Linked DNA regions of Macaca mulatta: region 1 is linked to region 2. A link is a contact called in public Hi-C data. All regions are on one chromosome and are shown on one strand. The core of a region is the stretch at or near the end of the contact, and the rest is flanking DNA. Distances in the headings are between cores, read along the strand shown.

Region 1 (2,700 bases), core at 62-2,561, 130 kb before region 2:
CTAGTGTCAATCCTGCATTACAGGATTTGAGAAAATAAAACAACTAACAACCCTAACTTGTAGGTTGGCTCTTTGGAAAAAAAAAAAAAAAAAAAAAAGGAAAACGAAGAGTTTAGTAACATCAGAAATGTGCAAGAATTGTTCTTTCAGCTAGGAGCGGCAAGCACACTGTAAAATGCCTCCATTCTTCCTGCTCAAATAAAAAGTTCCCAGCTTCAGCTTTACCTGTGCACCACAGACAGACAGACACACACACACACACACACACACACACACACACACACACACGCGCGCGCGCGGAAATCTTGGTTCCACCCTAATCACTAACCCACCGGGTTGAAAATTGAGGTGGGAGGAGAGGCAGGGAGTCCCTAAGGGTGTGGAACACTTGCAAGGGGAAAAGGACGGGGCCATCATTCCCTTCGCGTTCCCATCTCCTTTCTGGCTGAGACCTGCAGATTCCACCACTAGAAAGAGTTTGGCAGCTTCACAATGGGGCCGTTGCTGGAGGTCTGACTGCCACCCCCCCCCCGAAACCCCTCTCCTCCGCTTCCCACCTGCCCCAAAGTCCACCCGCGACAGGTGGGGCGAGGGCGGCAATGCCCGACGACATCTGCCGCTTACGCTTCTGGCTCGGACCGGGCCCCAATCCACACGCTCGCACGCGGCCACAGCCGGCCAGTCCACCCCCACTGCACCAGCGGACACTCGGAGGGCGCGGGCGGCCTCGCACCGGGTTGCAACCCGGGCGAGGAGGGTTGGCGAGATCAGGCCGCCGGGGCTCGCCCTGAGGTGCTATCTGACCCGGGCAGTCGCACCCTGAGCGCTGCCGGGCATGCAGCCAAAGGCGCACCAGGCAGAGGAAAGCTACTTCTCAATGGGGCCTCCAGGCCCGCTGCCCCGCGGTGCGGGAACCGCGGCCAAGGGAGGGAGCGAGTATGCGCGCCAACGCGCCCCGACTTCCGCACCGCGGCACCGCGGGAGAGGCGCTCTGGGTCGCCGAGTCCCCGCACCTCCCCAGCGAGCGCACGACGCGCGCACACGGGGGCGCACGCCCCCGCACACTCACACGCGCTGCACACTCACAGCGTCTCCGGCCCCACCCCTGTGCCAGGGAACCGCAAGCTCCCCGCACCCCGCGCGGGCCCCACCCAGTTTACCAGACCCCAGTCCCCTTCGGGTGCCTGGAAACCGGTCCACCGAGGCCATGGGACGCTGGGGCCGCCCCGCCGCCCATCGCAGAAGCTGGTCCGGCCGGGTTTCCCCAGCACCGCGGGCATCGTGCACCCGGCCCAGACACGAGGCGGAGAGGAAGGGGCGGCGCCGCGATTGGGGCTGGCATTGGGGATCGGAGACTGAGGCAAACCCGCTACTCCCCCAATCACCCCATAACCACCACCTTTTCTGCGGCACAAAAGGTTACAGACGGAACCGCCGTCCCCGTGCAACCTACCGATGGCCCAGGGCTCCGCTGCCTCCGCCGTGCCCGGGGCCGCGGAGCCGGAGACAGGGGTGGGAGAGGCGCAGGACTGCGGCGCCGAGATCCTGGCAGAGGCCGCCAGCCGAGCCAGCCGGGTACCCTCTCCTCTCCCACCGCGCTCGGCGCCAGCTACCGCCCCGCGTAGTCCCCGCCCCCTCCTCCTCCTCCTCCACCTCCTCCGCCTCCTCCTCCGCCTCCACCTCCGCCTGCCTTCCCGCCTCCTCCCTCTGGCTGCAGAGGCGCAGCCCGTCAGCGCTGAGCCCGCCTCCTGCGCCCCGCTCTAAGACACCCGGAGGAAGGGCGGGCCGCGGGCTGGAGAAAGGCGCTAAGAGGCCAGAACAAGTTGGCGGGGGTGGGCGGGGTTGTTGACTGGTGGTGGGGAGGAGGAGTCCTAACACCAGCTCTCTAGTCTAAACCCCGCACTCCAACTGAAGAGCTCCAACTTGCGGGCCTGGGAACACTCCGGCTTCCTCAATTAAGTGGTGTGCTGATATTTGTCGCTTGTGAGTCTCTGCTTAAAGGGCTCAGCACTGAGCAGAAGTACAGAAAACTAGAATAGGCCATGAAATTAAAAATTATAGGGTCAGTCTACAAAAACTCCTAAAATCCAGTGAAGGTGGCGCGAGGGGGGAAGGTGGGGAACTTCAAATTCAGATTCCGATTGGATTAACTGTTTTTTAATTTGTACAAATGTTGATCTTGTCTATTACGGTAATAAATTATTTTCTTTGATGAAGATTTTCTTCTCTCAATTCATGTACATCTCTGCCAAACTGGTTAAGCTCAGCAATAAGAATATTTACTGGCATGCATATTCAAATTTACATCTCTCAATAACTATTCTATGAGGAAGTAACCAATTATGATCCACATTTTAAAGATGCAGAAAGTTTAGGTCATATGCCTACTAAGTGGCTAAGGCTGAATATATACGCAGTCAGTGAACCCCGAAATTGTTTATAAGTGTTATAAGTTTCGGTCCCATTGTCAAATCAAGAGAGTTTGTTATTTTTTAAGACAAAATGCTTTATATGAACATAAAAGACATAAATCTGGAGTAGATTAATACAAGTTAAAACAAGTCTTGACTCACACTTGTTCCAGAATCTACATATGTTCCTGATAATATAAAGGCAAAAAATATATAAACATCTCTAGTTCAACAGAACAACTCCTGGAGGCTGCTCAGCTATAAGACATTTTATGCTACTGCTTATGTG
Region 2 (2,700 bases), core at 129-2,628:
TACTTTCCGACACTGAAAATGTTAGTGAAGAAATTGAAATCAAGGAAGAACAGAACGGGACAATAGAATACAGATTTTGAAGGCAGACAGATCTGGTTTTTAACACAGATTGAAACGTTTACTTACAACTGTTTACTAGGGCAAGTTGCTTGACTGCTCCTCAATTTCTAACTCTGTAAAATGGTGGTGATAATCTAACGTATCTCCTGGAATTGTTGAGAGGAACGGATGACAAAATATGTAAAGCACTCGGCACACATAAGACTCAGTTAATGGCAACTATCATTATTTTATCTATCTAAGACAAAAAAAAATTAGCTATTTCATTAAATAATTCACAATAGCAAAACAAAATCCTTTCCCAGTGTAGAGCGAGGATTTTATGTGCTAAGGTCAGCTACGCTTCCCACTTCCATAGTTAAGCCTTCCAGCAAGACACCTACTACCCAAAGGACTCCAGGAGTCGCAAACTCCCAGGAAGAGGTCAAGAACCTCGTGAATGAGATCCCGGGATCACCACCCTGGCCCTTTCTCCTTTAAGGCGCGGAAGGCTGCAACGCCCTCCAAATGATTAGGTGCGGCAGTGACCTGCAGCCTCCGTCCCTACTATGAAAGGCTGCAACACACGAGGCTTTTGTTCTGTTAAAGTGGGTGTGGGGTTGACAGAGAGGGATAAGGACTAAGGAAGAAAATTTTTTAAAAAGCCACCTCTACCCACAGCAGTCCCATAACTCGAGGCTAATCACTTCGGTGGAGCCAGGAACAGCGTGGGTTAGAAGCTCGACAGTTCCCTTTTAGATGAGCTTCAATTTCTGGGGTCTCAAACCCAAGAAATGAAAAAGGGAAGCCATGGAGGAGCAGGAGGAGAAATCAAGGCGCGAAAGGACCCTCAAAGCTATACTGTCACTCCACGCCCAGGCTGTCATTCTCTGCAGCACATGACCCTCGGTGGAGCGCGTGTTTAGGCTCTGCAGAGCACAGGAGACAAAGCAGAAGCCCAGCAGCCGCCTCAACCCTGGCATGATCAGGTTCCGCATCTCCGGTTCTCCTCCAGTTTTGGGGCCCTCACCTGCCACGAATGCGGTCGTCACGCGAGCAGTTGTGAGATGGTCAAGCCCATTCAGGTCTAGGTTACCCACTTTCATCCCGGAGGCAGGGGTGAGGTGTTCGTCAAGTTACTTCAGTTGTAGGCGTGGACGTAGGCTACTTCCTTCAGTAACAGCTATAGGGCCACATAGGGGCACCTCAGGCTACTACACCTCAGAAATCTCCGTCACGCCTCTTCCCCGCCCTCCTCGGGTCTCACGCTGAAACCTCACCGGGCGGAACGATTTCCGGCAAGAGCCAAACGATCCGTCCTAACCTTTCTGACCGTGGTTCCAAGGCTCCCAAAAGGACTGGCCTCTAAAGGACCTGGGTAGTTCCGCTTCCGGCAGCGCCAGATAAATCACGAGAGGAAGCTTAAATCTGTCGTTTGAATTTAGGACCACCTCGGTGAGTGGTCGTTCTGGTGTGCTGTGTCATACCTACTTGTTTTTTAAAGTGAGGCGTAACCCGACAGTAATTTCAAAACCATTAGCCTCGACCGGCCTAAGGAAGGGTTTAATTGACTCTGTGGGGAGATTTTGCGCAGGCGCCGTTGAGACGGGAGGGCCTTGGGCGTTGCGATGTCCCGCGCTAGCTGAGCAGAAAGGGCGAGTGCCGTTTCGGGCCTGGGGAGGTGCCTGCTGGGTGTAATTGAGTTTTACCAAATGGTCATTTTCCTGCTGATTCTAAGTGTGGTTGGACCTTGCCCTTAAGATTCCGTTAACAAGTCGCCCAAAGCTTAGGAAATGCTCCCTCACAGCGTTTGAAACTCCGAGCACTTTTGGCCGGCATTGAAGAATTCTCCCCATTACTTTGATCAGTCATTTAATCAGAAATTTTGCCCCAAATTTAAATAAGTGGCGGGGAGAAACGTGAGGTCAAGAGGGAATCCTGTCACGTAGTTTTAAAAGAAAAATGTCCACTTTATCTCAGTGTAGGTTTTTCTTAAATGGGCATTTCTGAACCAAAGTAGATACTTTTTAAAGTGGAAATGCATTTATCCCATGTGGCTTCATGTGAATGCATATGGCGATGAAGGCATTTTTTTTTGTTAAATGAATTTGTACTCTGAAGTGAACCAGATTACAGAGAAGTGTATTTAAATTTACAACTCCTTGACGTTGCATGAAATTGTGCGTGTCCATTTTTTGGAGCTTAAAATAGAATAATTCAAATGTCAGAATTCCGATCCAAGTTAACGTGTTGATTGAAAATTGTAGATTTTAAGATGGAACTAGCGGGTATTTTAACCTTTTAGGGGCTTAAATTGGTAGCTTTGTTTTTAACCCTTGGTGAAACAGTTAAGTCCTAATCTTGACGTAATACCTAACTGCCTTACTGTATTGAAGACAAACATAAAATTATCAAAGGAATTAAGCAATGAGTTGATTTTATTTGATGTTATGGAGGGGACAAAGTGTGTAAAGCTTAACCAAATAAGACCCTGACATTCCTCATGCAAAACTACAAGTTGTAATCAACCACTTTCATTTTTTCTTATTCCTACACGTTTAAGTACATAAGTAATGATTTTAAGAGAAATTCTTGAAAATATGAGCATATCCAAAGAAGTCCCAGGACAGTCTTTCTTTATGTAGTTGAAACCACTTAATA

The links. Hi-C and Micro-C count contacts between places; a contact is called where the count stands out from the background.
Region 1: a contact with region 2 is called in a Hi-C map of CD4 T cells, with 6 times the contacts expected there. The contact joins the promoter of MACIR here to the promoter of GIN1 in region 2. A contact is called at or near these places in 2 of 14 Hi-C or Micro-C datasets (CD4 T cells and fetal cortex germinal zone).

What each region holds. Positions count from the first base shown.
Region 1 is chr6:112,034,843-112,037,542 of T2T-MMU8v2.0, reverse strand. It overlaps MACIR (macrophage immunometabolism regulator), which reads right to left and starts at 1,311. Exons shown (of 3, transcript NM_001194882.2): 1 at 1,161-1,311.
Region 2 is chr6:111,901,241-111,903,940 of T2T-MMU8v2.0, reverse strand. It overlaps GIN1 (gypsy retrotransposon integrase 1), which reads left to right and starts at 1,378. Exons shown (of 8, transcript NM_001194084.2): 1 at 1,378-1,494. It overlaps PPIP5K2 (diphosphoinositol pentakisphosphate kinase 2), which reads right to left and starts at 1,285. Exons shown (of 32, transcript XM_015140511.3): 1 at 1,070-1,285.